Linked DNA regions of Danio rerio: region 2 is linked to region 1. Evidence: chromatin contacts called from public HiChIP or PLAC-seq data. All regions are on one chromosome and are shown on one strand. The core of a region is the stretch at or near the end of the contact, and the rest is flanking DNA. Distances in the headings are between cores, read along the strand shown.

Region 1 (4,098 bases), core at 1,017-3,516:
GGCCTTCACCTTTCATAGAGACACTTCTGACAGCAAATCACCAACTAGAAGAGCAGTTAGTATTTAATGCTTCTAAAACTTGGATAGGCGCCAAGACTTCTGTCAGGTAATGTAATTCTCATGTCTGTGAAGTATTCGCTGAGAATACAGTGTGTTTTCGGACTCGGAAAAGCAGCAGGTCCAGGAACTGTCCTGAACACACGTCTGCACTGAGCCCCTCTCTCAGAGGATCCTCAGTCTATAGGAGGGCTCACCAAACTCGCTCCGAGAGGTCCGGTGCCCAGCAGGGTTTAGCTCCAACTTGCCTCAACACACCTGCCTGGATGTTTCAAGTTTACCTAGTAAGATCTTGATTAGCTTGTTCAGGTGTGTTTGATTAGGGTTGGAGCTAAAATCTGCAGGACACCGACCCTCCAGGAACAAGTTTGGTCTATAGTGATCGCTGATTGGCTCATGTACTAGAAGGCGGGGCTTCCTCTACACGAGCGAGAGGTCTTGTGTATTGGACAGTGTTTGGTGTTAATGTGATCATGGGTAATGACCTTCTCCAGCGGTTTTCCAACACGACTGCCAATCAGCTTCCAATCATTGAGCACCTCCTCCACTCTGGAGATGAATCTATGGAGAGGAAAAATATAATTATTATTGATCTATACAGATGGACGAGGACGAAAAACAGAACAAAGAAGCAATGCACAGATTTTTAGGTGTATATTATATTAAATCATACTATATTATATTACATTACATCACATTATATTATACTATATTATATTATACTATATTATATTATATTAATTAATATTATTTTAAATTATATTATACTTTATTATATTATAGATGAAGCAACATCACACAAAAAACATCAGTTTCAGCATCAGGAACACTGTAATGTATTAACACAATAAAAGCTTGCTGTTATTATATTATATTATAATCAATATTAAACAAAAAACTATCTGGAACACATTGTAATTTTAATATAACACTTTAATAACAAAAAAGCTTGTTGAATTACAGAAAAAAAGAACAAATAAGCAATCTGCAGATTATTATTGGTCTATTATATTATATTATATTACATTATATTATATGTGAACCAATATCACAGAGTATAAGACAATAAAGCACACACACACACACAGGTCAAACATGTCATGCACATCACACAAAACCCACATTGAACACAACACAAGTCGATAAGCTCTCACATCACACACAGCTCACACAAAACACAACACACAATAATAACACTATAAAAGCGTGTTGAAATATTTAATCAGTGAAAAGACAGAATATGCTTAATTTACAGCATATGTGTAAACTAAATCGACAAATTGCCCCTTTAAATCCCAACAGGCATAACCAGCAACAGCCAAGACTGCAGGATCATCTGCTGTCAGGGCTCTGACGTCAATAAATGTGACTATAATGGAGGTGAATGGGGCACAAACAGCAGTTGGATCCCCAAAGAGGAGTGAATCTGAACACACAACGATAAAGAGATGGAGATGCGAGTTCATATGTTGATAATGACACTGATGTGTGCTGGGAAATCATACAGCTGTGCTAAAGGTGGCTTTATATTCACACATTGGGACTTTCTCTTTAAAAATATAATTTCAGAATAGTGTTTTAGCAAACTGTAAATAGTGAAATCATACTAGCAGCTGATGACTATCAACTAGTGCTAATATTGTTTTGAAGTCATTCTTACATGCGAGCTCAGACCGAATATTCAAAGTGCCACGGTAAACAATATAGGGAGCGTGTCAGAAGCTGTCACTGAACCAAAGTGCGAAAATAAACCAACTTTACCTCAATAATCATTAAGATGTGCTAACATCAGCTTCTGCTTCATGGAGGGAGACTGCAAACATGCAGCCATAACACACACACTGACTCACAAGAGTGTGTTTATCTATGTGTGTGTGTGTGTGTGTGTGTGTTTATATTTAAGTGTTCATACGTGTGTGTGTTTATATTTGATGAGTAGTGTGTGTGTATGTGTGTATGTGTGTGTGTTCGTACCTCTCCCACTCGGACGCGGTGGTGAAATCCGTGATCTCAAACACTTCAGACTCGGGCTGAAACAGAAAACAGCGACAGGTGACAGTCAGGGCAGAAAATACAGCAGATGTGTGGCATAATCATAGCACATCTAAAGGACACACGATTACGACACAATATGAAGAAACTGATGATGAAGATGCGCATTTACACAGAAACTCACATCACTGTCGGCCGCCATCTTGGCTCTCTGTTTATTCCTGTCCTGGTGCATTCTGGGAAACGACGTCCCGCAGCTCTGACACGTCAGCCAGTGTGTTAGTTCAACTTTTTTAATTTAAATAAACAATTCCACTTGAAGTAGTATTCAAATACACTGAAATAAAGGTTTCATAGAACAAAAGGAACTGTAAACAAATATTTTCAGAGGCTAATTTCTCAAGCTCAAACGCTGGTGTGACCGCAGCTTCACCTGCAGGTTTTAAACAAGCCTAAAGGACTCAATGAGTTTGATCAGGTGCGTTTAATTAGAGTTGAAGCTAAACTGTGCAGAGCTGCGGTCCTCCAGGAACTGAGCAGAGTTAAATACGTTTTTGTTGCATAATTATCCATTATGAACCAGTTTCAGTCATCGTTTTTAGAATTTTAATATATTTTAATGTATTACTATAAAGGCAGTTTGGTGTCACATTCGGAATAATTATGATTATAATTTACAAATGTTCATTATAAAAACATGTATAAAACATGCATCATTATTAAACACTTAATTATTAAACTCTTCACTTATTTCACGTCATTTTAACATATTTTTACATTTGCCTAAAGATTTAAAACTTTTATTTGAACAAAATAAACTTCATTTTTAATGACTAACTAAATATAAATATTATGAAGTCCAAAAACATCACTTTAAATAATTACAGTATATTAAATGTAATGGATGATTCCTCCGGTCAGCCTGAACAGGCGTTCTCCATTTCTAAAGTTTCTCCTACCAGAGCGACGCTGTTGACGCGTTGCCATGGTGATGCCAGGCTTATGTTCGCGCGCACTAAAACCGTCGCGCTCCCACGGGAGATCTTCTTCATCATCATCATCATCATCATCATAAATATTAGTATTAATATCGTCATATCATATCATCATATTGATGATGGAGCGGTATGAGGTGATCCGGCAGATCGGTCAGGGCGCGTTCGGAAAGGCGCTGCTGGTCAAACGGAGACGCGGGGACGAGCAGCTCTACGTCATCAAGGAGATCAGCCTCACACAGGTGCAGTTTCACACACAAAACACAATAAACAGTCAACATTCCGACGGATTAAGGAGAAAGAGGAGTCGAAGTCACTATCAGCTGTTAAATGGACTTCCAAACACAAGAATAATAGCGATAATAACGTTCATAGCGGCTGCTCAGCTGACTAAACGTTCCGGCAATGTTGCGGTAACGTTTCTATTTAGTTATGCCGATGTTTTTGTACAAAATCTGCAGAATTATAGTAACTAAATAGAAGAGTATAGTAACTAAAAGCACAACACATTAAATAAAAATAGCAATAACTTTCTATATTTTATTTAAGGTTTCAATGCAAATTCAACTAGGTCAAGTTTGGTGAACAAAGCAAGTCTATGTAACACAGGATATCTGCTAAAAACAGAAAATATTACTTTACAAACTGCATTGTACATAAACCATATCATTTCATTAAAAATCATTTGCACATTACTGAATAATATTACTGAAATTAAAATAAAAACTGCACAAATACAAGGAATATATAATATATAGTAACATTATATAACAGTGTTGAGGAAAGCTGCTTCTGAAAGTAATGCATTACAATATTGATTTACTCTCATAAACAGTTAGTTGTGTTACATTCTATCATAAATAATGTATTCTGCTACTTTTGCCTTACTTTTCCGGCCTGCCTGAGGCTTGATCTGTTTTCTTTTTCTTCTTCTTTAATAGAGGAGCTGTGCAATGACCAACACACTGTATAACCTTCATTTACCTATAAAAGACAAACACATTAGTATAAAATGATGTAGGATAAAGACAGTTTAAAGCAGTGTGCTTGCTGC
Region 2 (4,289 bases), core at 634-3,133, 190 kb before region 1:
AAGTGTGCTGAATACTGTATTAAAAGTGCTCTATTTTTATTTTAGAAAGGATAAAGGTGGATCCAAATGAAAGAAAAGGAAATAACAGAGTTTTATATTAATATTTTATAGTTAATATTTTCATTAAAAAACAACAGTAGAGAATTATCAGTGGGATGGGGGGGGGGTGATGAGAAGACAGTTTTGGAGTTTCCTCGGTTGGAGCTAATTATTCATTCTTTCATTTTCTTTTCAGCTTAGTCCCTTTATTAATCAGGCGTCACCACAGCGGAATGAACCGCCAACTCATCCAGCATACGATTTACTTACAGCTGCAACCCATCACTGGGAAACACCCATACACTCTCATCCACACTCATACACTACGGCCAGTTTAGTTGATCAGTTCCCCTATAGCGCATGTGTTTGGACTGTGGGGGAAACCGGAGCACCCGGAGGAAACCCACGCCAACACGGGGAGAACATGCAAACTCCACACAGAAACACCAACTGACCCAGCCGAGACTCAAACCAGCGACCTGAGTGCTGTGAGGAGACAGCACTACCTACTGCACCCCCGCGTCGCCTGGAGCTGTTTATACATGCCTACACAGGGATTTGGTTTGAATGACGGAGTCCTCATGAAGCAGCACAGCAGGTCTGTGCATTTCTGTGTGGATGATGAGAGCAGGTCTATGACAGAGACACTCGAGTTCACTACCTTTAGCTTTCGATGAGGGTAATTCAGGGGCGAACCAGGGAGCAGTCTGAGGAAAGAGACAGACCGGGATTTCACTGGAGCGAGAGATTGAGGATGTTGGATAAGTCTTTGTTCTACACAGCATCATTGGAGAAGAGAGATTAACCTGCTGCTGATGTTGGTCTGCAGAGAAGCTGGAGCTGAATGCTGGAATATCTCTGGTCTGCACAGAGCTGAGCTTCAGCTGCTTCTGACTGTCTGAGAGTGAATGAGAGCATGTGTCCAGCAGAGGGCGCTCATGTGTTCATCATCTCTATATGTCTGAGTTATTAACCAGCAGTGACTGTACAACACACACACACACACACACACATCTATTTTTCTTCAAATCGCAGACATAAAAGGGTCTGCTTTAATAATCTTTCCCTAAATAACACCAGATAGATCAGACTGAGCAGGCTAACCGTTTCACACACAAGCCAACACAAAAGACTCCTCCAATAGCACATGTTGAATAAAGTGTATGATTATAGGTGTGTGTGTGTGTGTGTGTGTGTGTGTGTGTGTGTGTGTGTGTATATGTGTGTGTGTGTTCTTCAGTCAGGATCAGTTTATGGTATTGATCTACAGCTGCTGATATCAGTGGGTAAAGCAGCCTGGTTAGTGCCCTTATCTCTGATTTACAGCTCAGTGTTTATCTGCGTTAGTGCTGAACCGGGACCTACAATAACACACACACACACACACACACACACACACACAGAGAGAGAGAGAGAGATATTAACTCTCTTTATCTGCTCTCTGACTCACAGCTATGATGATGTGGTGTTTTTCAGACCAAATCCAGCAGCACCAATGACTAGGATGGACACACACACACACACACGCTAGAATACTTATACACACACACACTGCCACTCTGAGGAGCTGTGATTTATAACTATAGCCTAAAATCACTGCAGCATACACTGACTTAAACATGCACAAACACACACTCACACACACCACTGTACAAGCACACACCCCACTATACAAACACTAACTCTCCAAAACACACACATACACACACACACACACCCCATTCTCTCACACACTCAGGTGCTGTGGGCCAATCAGGACTCAGCGGTGTGTTGTAAACTCATCATGTGACTAATGACCGCTGCTCAAACACGGCTCTGTGCTCCAGCTCTGGCAGAAACTCCTCCGCCTCCGCGCTCCTCAGTCAAACACTAATCATTAACCCAGCGAGAGCAGGAATCTCCAGACGAGTCCGAGCCAAACACCACGAGAGACGAGACCAGGAGGACGGAGCAGATCTCCAGCATGAGGGACTGGCGGACGCTTCAGTTCCAGACCTCAGCTGAGATTCCAGAGAGTCTGAGAGTCTGATGATCAACGCTGGAGAGAGCGGAGAGGGGAAGACTGCTGGAGAGAGCGGAGGGATAAGCGCAGCACAGTCCACCAGCGAGCGCAGATAAACATGGACCCGCAGCAGCCGGAGCGCGACTGGCAGCAGCTGGAGCCGAGCTATGGGCTGAAGGTGTTCCTGACGGTGCTGTACTGCCTGATCCTCAGCCTGGGCGTCCTGGGCAACAGCGCTACCATCCACGTGGCGCAGGTACTGCAGCGGAACGGGTACCTGCAGAGGAGCGTGGCGGAGCACATGGTGAGCCTGGCCTGCTCCGACCTGCTGGTGCTGCTGATCGGGCTACCGGTGGAGCTCTACAGTGCCATCTGGTTCCCATTCTTATCTCGCTCAGGTGACGCCGCCTGCCGCATATACAACTTCCTGTTCGAGCTGTGCAGCTACGCCACCATTCTGAACGTGGCCACGCTGAGCCTGGAGCGCTACCTGGCCATCTGCCACCCGTTCCGCTATCGAGCGCTGCGCGGCGGCCGAACACGGAGGCTCCTGCTGGCGGCCTGGCTCTGCTCTGCCCTGGTGGCGCTGCCCCTGCTGGTGGCCACCGGGACTGAAGGATACGTGCCCGCGGGCCGCCAGACCCCCGTACAGAACCTGACCTTCTGCACCAGCCTGAGCCAGCACTGGGTGATGTACCGCACCAGCATCTTCACCGCTTTCGTCCTCTACCTGCTGGTGCTGGCCGGCGTGGCCTTCATGTGCCGGGCCATGATCCTGGTCCTGCGGGCGCCCATGGGCCCTGCTGAAGCCGGCGCTAGCGGAGATCACAAACACCAGAGCGCTCGCGGCAAAGCCTCCCGCAAACAGACCATCCTGTTCTTGGGTAGGACTCACTTACACATTCACCATCTGCCTCTCGGTCAGCTTATCCTGTGGTCACACTAGAGCAGCGGTCACCAATCTCTGACCTGCCGGTGTCCCTGCAGGGTTCAGTTTCAACTTGCCTCAACACACCTGCCTGGGTGTTTCAAGTATACCTAGTAAGAGCTTGATTAGCTTGTTCAGGTGTGTTTGATTAGGGCTGGAGCTAAAATCTGCAAGACACCGGCCCTCCAGGAACAAGTGTGGTGACCCCTGCTCTAGACGATTAGACATCCATAAAGTCAGTGATTACTCCATATTTTGAATATCTGTACAGAGATATTGTGTACGTTTTGATCCTCCGTTAGTGTCACACAATCACGTTCGCAGGTCAGAGGTCACCAAACTTGAACTTTAGAACGACACGTGACACTTATGGCACAAGCTTGTGTTGCGGTACGCAGATATCCACTTCAGTCTGAACACGATCTGCTCTCTGCATTCTGCTCTCTGACCGCAGCTTCTGCTCTGATGAGGAAATCTCTGAAGGGTCCAGACTCCACACACACCGGCACTCCCATCCTCTGACGCAATGACACATAGACACTAATGCCAGACTCATGAACACACACTCATCAGTCACACAGACCATGGTTAAATCACCTTACTGGGTGGTCTAATGAACATGAAGCGAGGTTGAGCTGATGGGCTTTGGATGGCTTTATGGCTCTGCTGAATGAAGGCATGATGGAGGCTGCACTGCAGAAGCAGAGCTGCAGAGGCGGTGACATCAGCAAGAGCCATTATTCTCAGCACTCAGTGACAGCAGCAGACGGAGTTCAGTGGTGTTTCCTGGTTTAAATGAGAGTGTTCAGATGGACGTGTGTCAGCTCTTCACAAAACAATTAAAATTTAATTAAAAACTATGAATATCAAGACTTATCATGCATTATCAGTCTGAGAGTCTCTGATTTACAGGAACCGCAGCATTTCAGGCACACCATTCACAAGACTGATCAATAAGAGTTATGATCTTCAGTATGGACCACATCATCTCTCATCATGTCTTCTAATGCACTGTTCTGTTCTCTGTCCTCTGTGTGTGTGTGTGTGTGTGTGTGTGTGTTAGTGCTGATCGTCTGTGCTCTGTTCGTCTGCTGGATGCCGAATCAGATCCGCAGGCTGATGACGGCCGCAGTGCCCAAGTCCTCGTGGACCGGCAGCTACCTGACCAGCTACATCAAACTTCACCCGGTGGCCGACAGCTTCTTCTACCTGAGCTCGGTGCTGAACCCGATGCTGTATAACCTGTCCTCACGCCAGTTCCGCTCCGCCTTCCTGCAAACGCTGCTGTGCCGCCTGTCCCTCCAGCACGCTAACAGGAGA

The links. HiChIP or PLAC-seq counts read pairs in DNA pulled down with a chosen protein or histone mark.
Region 2: a contact with region 1 is called in an H3K4me3 HiChIP or PLAC-seq map of embryo, with 7 times the contacts expected there. The contact joins the promoter of gpr39 here to the promoter of rab3gap1 in region 1. A contact is called at or near these places in 2 of 4 datasets of contacts at active chromatin or transcription factors (embryo and gastrula embryo).

What each region holds. Positions count from the first base shown.
Region 1 is chr9:58,668,165-58,672,262 of GRCz12tu, reverse strand. It overlaps rab3gap1 (RAB3 GTPase activating protein subunit 1), which reads right to left and starts at 2,266. Exons shown (of 24, transcript NM_001077788.2): 1 at 2,234-2,266; 2 at 2,032-2,087; 3 at 543-618. The coding sequence starts at 2,251. It overlaps LOC108179575 (serine/threonine-protein kinase Nek5), which reads left to right and starts at 3,029. Exons shown (of 19, transcript XR_012385749.1): 1 at 3,029-3,286. LOC141376250 (a long non-coding RNA gene) reads right to left here. Exons shown (of 3, transcript XR_012385752.1): 3 at 3,566-4,028.
Region 2 is chr9:58,861,876-58,866,164 of GRCz12tu, reverse strand. gpr39 (G protein-coupled receptor 39) reads left to right here and starts at 1,883. Exons shown (of 2, transcript NM_200417.2): 1 at 1,883-2,925; 2 at 4,033-4,289. The coding sequence starts at 2,160.